Regions from separate parts of the Sus scrofa genome. Here region 1 is linked to region 2. A link is a contact called in public HiChIP or PLAC-seq data. All regions are on one chromosome and are shown on one strand. The core of a region is the stretch at or near the end of the contact, and the rest is flanking DNA. Distances in the headings are between cores, read along the strand shown. Region 1 has its middle 120 kb from the start of RDH14. Region 2 overlaps LOC106509892 (a long non-coding RNA gene).

Region 1 (4,054 bases), core at 1,160-3,659, 550 kb after region 2:
GAGAGCTGACTTTCCAAAGCCATAGTGCTGGCCAATGGCAGAATAGGAAGTTAGCTTGAATCTAGTCACAGTTTCTCGGAAAGGCAGCATCTTTCATGCTCACCTTTCTTTTTTTCTTTTTTTGGATTTTAGGGCCACATCTGCAGCATATGGAAGTTCCCAGGCTAGGGATCGAATCAGAGCTGCAGCTGCAGGCCTCCACCACAGCGCACAGTAATGCTGGGATCCTTAACCCAATGAGCAAGACCAGGGATCGAAGCCTTATCCTCATGGGTAATAGTCCGGTTGGTTACTGCTGAGCCACCAAAGGAGCTCCTCACCTTTCGTTTTTAGTAAGAACTTGTCAAAGTTAGGTAAAATGCAAGTGTACCACTTCTTTAGTTTCTGTAATAACAGCATTTTGTAGTAATCTAGCCCTCACTTTCTTTCCCTTAAGACATCTTATTTTGAACCCACAGTTCAAGGTCTAATTCTTTCTGTGCCATTTTATCAGAAGCAATGAGACAACTTAGGCCATCGAAGAAAAGAAGTCAATAACCTTGAGCTGAGATGGAAGAGAAAGAGTCAAGTTGAATTACAGAGCACTTAGCTCCAGATATTCAAGGAGAAAGACAGGCCTGTGTCAGCTAAAGGTTAAGGGGATCTGATAGTCCTGAAAGCAACTCCAACCACAGTCCAATCTAATTGCAGGCCTGCAAGCCGGTACCAACGATAATGCAATAGTAAATCACTGTTGAGCACAAGCTGTCTCTTCAGGGCCCCAGTCAGCACCAATCAGGCCCTTGGCAGCTTTTGCCTTCAATTATCTCTGAAATGCCAGCCACTGGCACCCTGGAACCATCCTTGAGTCTGTTTGTCTTTCTCTCTTCAGGCTCTGAGCTGGAGCTCTGTGGGGTGAACTATTCAACAAGTTGCAGGAAGATAAGGTCCTGAAGCAGTAAATCAGGGTGGCCAGAGGAGGACAGAAATGCCCCGAACATGGCATTGGGCATGGAGAGTGGCTGACAGATGCTCCTGTGCCTTGACTGAGAGAAAGACAGAGTCTCCTAGGGTCCCTGCATCAAAATTCTAATTCTGCCACTGTGTGAGGTTGGGCAAATTTCTTACCAGTTTTCACTGGCTTTACTATTTTATTTTATTTATTTTATTTTATTTTATTTTATTTTATTTTAGCTTTTTAGGGCCATTCCTGAAGCATATGGAAATTCCCAGGCTAGAGGCTGAATCAGAGCTGCAGCTGCCAGCCTACACCACAGCCACAGCAATGCCAGATCCGAGTTGCATCTATGATCTACACCACAGCTCACGGCAATTCCGGATTCTTAACCCACTGAGCAGGCCAGCGATTGAACCCGCATCCTCCTGGCTACTAGTCAGTTTCGTTACTGCTGAGCCATGAACTCCCTTCATTGGTTTGAAAAGCACATTTCCCCCTGTAGTTTAAAATCTCTGAGATTTTAGTGCACTGTGCCATGGGGGAAGCCTCACAGTCATAATTTTCAGAGTTTTTGATTTCCTTTTGTGGGGCTACATAAGATAATGTCATGCCCAAGAACAAGGCCCTGTGCTAATTGATTTCATGGGTTTTACTTCACTTTATCACAAGGCTCTGAGGCTACAATGATCTCCCTACCTGTCGAAGATCACAAAGTTAACAGCAAAATAGAGACTTGAATCATTTCTCTGATACTGGTTCTCTAGTATGATGAAGGTGTGATCCTATCCCATGCTTTCCCGACCATAGAGATGAGCTCAGAGTTGACTGCTGCCAACCCAAGGAGACCCCGGATTTTCTACTGTCTGGAATCAGACCTTTTCTTCTGGGTTCTAGTGCAGGTAGACAGACTTTTCTATCCATTCTGGGAAACTGGATTAATATGTTGAAGAAGGTGTCAGGAGCTGGATGAGAACTACCCCAGGTGTTTTAGCAAAGAATCCTGCCAACCTGTCTAACCCTGACTCAACCGAAAGACCATTTCTGGCTCCTCCTGGTTTGAAGCTCCAGCCATGACAGCCTCGCATAGAACCGAAGGCGGTGGGGAAACACCATCAGGGTCTTGTTACAATGGTTTGAACTCAAACAATCTCCTGATGGCTCCTCTGGGCCAAGGCCAACTGCAATGGTGTGTTCCTCACAAGTAGTCTTTTCCCATTTCTGGGACTCCCTGAGGTGTATTCAATAATGCACTCCTCATTCTGCAGCAGATGGAAAAGTGTTTAAAAAGGTGCCAGGTTTATTTATGGAAGCATGAGATTGAATTTAAGAGATGCGCTTTGCCAATATGAAATGTGAACTCTCAAAACAGGAAGTGTCTTTTACTGCCTATTTATTTTATTGCCGTATCAGCTGCCCAGAGCCGAAGAATCCTTCCTCTCAGGAATTATTTATTTTCTAACTTCTGAACCAGAACATCCTGACCATCAGCACTCACGCTCCTTGCTGCCAGATTCCCAACTACAAACATGTGCCTCGCTGTCATTCAGAGGGGATCCACTGAGGTTTCAGGGAAAAACATTTGGACTTGAATAGTTTGTACTGAATCTTTTTTTTTTCTTTAAATGTAAGCAGAGATGTTTCAAATAGGTCGAACCAAATGACAAAAGATGATACAAATCTTAAAATCGCGCTTAGAATAATGGAGGAATTCTTGAATTTTCTCATAGATCTCGATACCCAGTATTCTCTCATTACCATTTAACTGATACGAAGAATTTCTTGGAAGAAAACAAATATCTAATCATTTGGACTGGCTGCTATGTATCTGGTAAGAATGAAAAAACGGACCACAATTTAGTGAATTGTTCAGGGTACAGCGCTCCGTCTGCCCTGATATTTTCCCAACTTTTCAGAACTGAAAGTTACTACTCTAGCCTTCATTAAATAACTGAAAAATAATTTGTCAGAAACAGCATTTGGTATTTGAAGAAACAGCCTAATGTACGGGAAGGCACTGAACTGGGTCTCAACAGGCACTGGATACACGTGAACAAAAAACAGGCTTTTGGAGAAAGCATGAATATTATAAAAAGGGACAGAGATGCTGTTTAAGAGTTCTTTCAGTTGTTAGCAAAATCCATCCCACTGCAGTCCACTAGAGTGATCTAGATCATTCCAGTCTGAAGGTTTCCGTAAAGGTACCTTTTCACACGTGGACTTTACCTACAAAAGCCGAAATGCCTAGGAGACCCTCTCAGGCAGAAGACATGTTACAATTGTGCCACCTGCTGGATACACTCTGAATCACATCATTTCCTCGCGTCTTTCTCCCACTCAAAACTCAATGGGAGGCTCCCTATTGCTGACCGAGAAGAGTCTAAAATCCTCCGCTTTCAACGTCTTTATGATTTAACACAAGTTTACTTTCAGGTCTCATTTCCTAACACTCCCTTCATGGGTACTTAGCCTTGAGGTAAATCCAGAACTTTCTACCTTCTCTTTCTCAATCCCAGAATTAACTCAAGGCACAAGCCAGAGGACAATTGCAGAGAAGTTGAGGAGGTTCAGGGCAGAATCTCCACAGGAAAGAAACCAGAAGGTATGGATGCCCCAATACCCACATTATGTAGGACACCGAATGCTCACAACAACCTGAAGACTGTTTCTCTGCAGTTACTTAGAAGGTTTCAATAGGAGAAAAGTTAGCAATAGGAAAACAGGCAGAGGACATGAACACATACACAAAATGCGCATATTAAATTTCAGAGAACCATGCATAAATTCCCAAATGATCAAAAATGCAAATTAAAGTCAAGCAATATTATATTTGTCTATCAAATTTGAAATGGTTGTTTCTAAATGATGCTGTGTTGTGCTGGTGAGGGTCTAGAAAATAGATCCTCTCAAGGAGTTTTTGTTGTGGATCGGGAGGTTAAGAACCCAACTAGTATCCATGAGGATGCAGGTTGGATCCCCATCCTCGCTAAATGGGTTAAGGATCCAGTCTTGCTGCAAGCTGCAGTGTAGGTTGCAAGTATGGCTCAGATCCTCTGTCACCATGGCTGTGGCGTAAGTCGCAGCTACACTCCCAATTCAACCCCTAGCCTGGGAACTTCC
Region 2 (4,530 bases), core at 126-2,625:
AGATTTATCTTTGAATGCTATCTTATCTCTTATAAGCGAAGACCAGAGCCTCCTCTGCTAGGACTGTAGGCTGGGGAGCCAAGGACTAGCGTTCCTAAAATTAACCATGCTTGTGGTTCATTGTTTGAGCCAGCCGTGTTCATTTTCCTTCCTTGTCCTAGATTTACCAGGTTGTGAAAAGAGGTTAGACCAGAAGATCCTGAAGGATTCTCATTATCTGTAATTTTTTATAATTAATTAATTAGCTTATTTGTTTATTTGGGGGGGGACTTAAAAACAGTATTATTCTTTCTTAAAACTAATTTCTTTATTTTTATTATAGTTGACTTACAGGATTGTGCCAATTTCTGCTGTACAGCATAGTGACTCAGTCATACATACATGCACATAGTATCTTCCATCATGTTCTAGCCCAAGAGTTTGGATACAGTTGCCTGTGCCCTGCAGTAGGACCTCATTGCCTCTCCATTCTAAATGGAATAGTTTGCATCCTCCAACCCCAGACTCCCCGTCCATCCCACTTTCATTATCTTTAATATTTTTTTAATTTGTTTCATGGAATCAGGTAGGAAGTAAAGGCATATAATTGTCGTAAAGTCGTAAAGGCATATGATTGTCATACAGTCGTAAAGTCGTAAAGTCAAGGCATATACAGTCTGTGTATTGTTACACAATACGTAAAGTAAGTAAAGGCATGTAACAATATAGGAGTCAGAGATCCCTAGCCTACGGCATCTACTGCTCAGCCTTGCTGCTTCTTTTTCCTTTTAATGGGGCCCTTTTGCTGTACTGCTTGTAGCTCATATATGTTCCTCTCCTCACAATCCACTAGATCCACGAGAGTGACATCTCCGGATTCCTCTCTACTACCCTCATCTCTGTTTTCTAACTCTTGGAACTTCTCAGCCTCGAAGCAGTTTGTTGGCTCTGAGCTAGGTCTCTGTTTACTTGGTGTTTTCCATCATCTGGGAATTCTCATTCGGGACTCTCTGTTCTGTGTTCATCAGCTCCCCGGCCTCTGTGGGCTCAGCCTCCTCGCTGATTATTCGATTGCATGGTTTCCCTTCATGGCTCATCTTTTTTCATTTGTCTCATGTTCATGTCAGTATATTTAAGCTCAGGCCTGGTATTTCTGGATCCTTTCTAACAAAACTCTGTTTATTTTTTCCTTTCTTCTTTCTTTGTTAGATCATCTGTGCCTTTTTCATAGTTTCACTCCACTGGCAATCGCAGAGAATTTATCAATGCAGTTTAAAAATTCCCCATTTGTTTACTGGAAACTTCCTTTTCATTCAAGGTCTTCTTATTCTCAGAAGGTGTCATCTTGCATAGAACATCTCTCAGTTTCTGAAGCTTCCCCATAAAATGGAGGAATAAAGTGCCTCAGTACCGGAGGCAGAATTTCTGAAATGACCTCCTCCTCCTTGAGAGGCTCTGACCTAATTTTCCAGGCCTGTGAGTATGACGATGTTTCTATCACGCTTGTGATTTCGTGCTTTGCCAAATGGCACAGTTGCCCTTGAAATAGAGATTATTCAGGTGGGCTTGATATAACCATCAGTCCATAAAAGCTGAGGGCGGAGTCAGAGACCTTTGAAGGATGAGGACTGGACATGCCATAGCTGCCATGGTGATGGAGGGGCCTTGATGAAAGCACCAGGGGGAATGTGGGTGGCCATGGAACAGACAGTAACTCTGGCCAGCAGCCAGCAAAAAATGGGACCTTCTTCCAGCAACCAGCAACCACGAGAGAGTAAATTTGGCCAAAAACCTGAAGGAGTTTGAAAGTAGATTCTTTCCCAGAGCCCCACCTGCCCCCACCCTGACTTTGTCCTGTGCGATCCTAAGCAGAGAACCCAGTTACATGGGGCCCAGACCTCTGATCTACTGAAACGGTGTCACAATGACTTAGTGTTCCTTCAAGCCAGTAAGCTTGTGGTAATTTGTTACACGATAGGAAATGTTACCAGCTATTGTGCTACTTTGGTGCTTTTGTCTGCTTGCCTCTGAATTCAGTACCTACAAAAGTGAGATCTTCAGCTTTACTGAATTAAAGTTTTTTCAAATCACAAGATCTCCTCAATACTGAGGTTAGGAGAACCTTCCAAATAATCTTTTAAGTAGTTCTAATTTAGAATTGCAATATGGCTATATGTGAAGAGAACTGTGAACAGTCTGGCAGTTTCTTCTATTGAGATAACAGTAGCTTAAATCTCTGAATTAGTCAATTATACCCTAAACTCAATGATGCAGTGAAGGGTAGGGGGAGGTGGGTTTGGAAAGTGGTTGTGAATTATGCTGGACCAGTCATGTGCAAAACAAGAGTCTTAATGGAATTCTAAAAGTAGTTACGAAAAACAGTAAGGACAATTTGAAAAGGTAAAAATAGATAAGTAGTACAGAGTCAGAAATATTGTAGATAAGTTGCTGGATAAATTCTGAGAATTGATTTGAACTACTTACAAAATAGCCATTGCTTGTAGAGATAAGGGAATTTAGGTTGGAGAGAAAAAGTTTATGTATTTAGACAAACTCCAGGTATCATCTTTCTTGTCTTTTCTTTCTGCCTCACTATAAATTGAAGAATAAACTAGGAAATTGTAGAACTAAATTGTGCCTTTACTCTGATCATTTGACTCTGTGAATATTAAACACAAGTTAACAGAAGAAGATTAAACAAAGATAAAAGAAAGCTAGCTGTAGAGAATTCCACATCAAATTGCTCTGAAGCTTTGAAACTCTCAAGAGGAATTTTACCTTTAAAAAAATTAATAAAATATAAGTTCAAATTTCTTGCTTCTGAATAAAGTTGAAAATATTCAATTTGGAAAGCATCTTCTTTGAAAGAGAAGATCTAAAGATATCAGAAATCAAGATTTCAAGTTAATATTTTGGAGGGTTTTTTTTCAGCTATGCCTGAGGCATATGGAAATTCCTGGGCCAGGGATCAAACTCATGCCACAGAAGCTACCCAAGCCCTTGCAGTGACAATGCCAGATCCTTAACCTGCTGTGCCACTAGGTAACTCCATGGTAACTCACTTTTTTTTTTTTTTTTTTTTTTTGCCTCGCCCACAGCATTGGGAAGTTCCTGGGCCAGGGACTGAACCCTTACCACAGCAATGACAATGTAAGATCCTTAACCACTAGTCCACCAGAGAACTCTGCTGGAGATTTTTTTTTTCTAAGTGTTTTCATTTCTGTAGATCTCAAAATTGCTTATCACTCATATATCAAAAATTGTCATTTTGTAAACTATGTTGTTTTTATAGAAATAAAAATATAATAATGTGCTAGTCCAGTCATATTTGTGGCCCATGTCTAGCAAATACCAAGAAGACAAGCAATCACTGAAACTAGGGAGTTGAAATCTCAGACTGTGAGAGAGATGAATGGTTGTATTCAGAAGTTTCCTCAATTTCCCTGCTATTTGGCAAAGTCAAGTTGTGACTTCTCCTAAACTCATCCTAAAATAAATCTCTGGCTGGGCATCCCCAGGGAGACTGTGGCAGTTCCTTGTGGATTCACAGGGTTTTCAGTGAATGAGAGCATGGGAGATCACTGACCTGGGCCGATGGCTCAGGGAGCTGAGAGCACTAACAGAAACCTGAAGTATGAATACTGCCGGGTCAGGTGAGGTGGGAAAGTGAGGAGGAAGAGCGTTCCAGGTAGAGAAAACAGAGAGAGTTGTACATGGCTCCCATCACTTATTTCCCAGATGGTGATGATGCCAAGTAGGGTGAAAACAATGCCTTCTGTTTTCACACATTTCATAGTTACCCTGTTTGTATCTCTTCTCTGAAGGTAACTTTAAACTGCTTATTGGGATATTCAAGACAGGGCTTCATTCCCCCAGTGCTAAAGAAGAAGAAGTCGAGATCCTGAGCCAATGAAGTGGTTCTCCCAGTTAGTCACAGAGAACCACCTGGCACAGCTGCAGTCACACACATTGCTATGGAAGAGTCTGTGTCATTTACACCCTTTTACATTCACTTTAAAACTCATTTAACTGACATCACTAGGTGTTATCATTGGGACCATCTCCATCTGGAAGTAAAGAGACAACGTCAGAGTTTACATAATTTATCCCAAATCACTCCACTTGGTAACTATGAGTGCCAACCCTAAAAAGGACCTCCATTGCCTTGCCTGTCCTTTACCTGAAATGATGGAAGACCTATTAGGGCGACAGATCAAGCTCCAAATAATTCTTATCCTCCTTCACTTAGCCCCACACATGGCACATCAAGACAACTTAATTCTGTCCATTGAAGGCTTCCTTCCCACATCACTGTGTCCAACATTGGACGCTGCCTCTGATTTTTGCTGCGGCCAAGATCAAGGTGTTGGTGCATCTGTCCTGTGTGTGTATTTCAATGGTCAGACGGCCATGGGCCAGCATATGCTGAGAGAAAATTAAATACACATCCCTTTATTGTGTCAAAGGAGAGTTCCTTAAAAAAATTTTTTTAGGGTGAGGGAAGATAAGAGAAATAAGAGAAAGCTTGAAAGATGATGGGGGAAAGGGGGG

What was found. HiChIP or PLAC-seq counts read pairs in DNA pulled down with a chosen protein or histone mark.
Region 1: an H3K27ac HiChIP or PLAC-seq map of skeletal muscle shows a contact between it and region 2, with 15 times the contacts expected there. The contact joins two enhancer-like sites. A contact is called at or near these places in 1 of 47 Hi-C or Micro-C datasets (omental adipose tissue) and 1 of 2 datasets of contacts at active chromatin or transcription factors (skeletal muscle).

The regions. Positions count from the first base shown.
Region 1 is chr3:119,568,317-119,572,370 of Sscrofa11.1, forward strand. No RefSeq gene overlaps it. Among named protein-coding and RNA genes, the nearest start is that of RDH14, 120 kb to the left of the region's middle. Within about 2 kb of position 2,410, at least 6 of the 83 cell types and tissues checked have an H3K27ac peak or open chromatin away from gene starts, as enhancers often do. A contact at or near this core is called in omental adipose tissue and skeletal muscle, where this site is marked.
Region 2 is chr3:119,017,821-119,022,350 of Sscrofa11.1, forward strand. All of the region lies in intron 5 of LOC106509892 (a long non-coding RNA gene), which reads right to left. Among named protein-coding and RNA genes, the nearest start is that of RDH14, 430 kb to the right of the region's middle. Within about 2 kb of position 1,376, at least 9 of the 83 cell types and tissues checked have an H3K27ac peak or open chromatin away from gene starts, as enhancers often do. A contact at or near this core is called in omental adipose tissue and skeletal muscle, where this site is marked.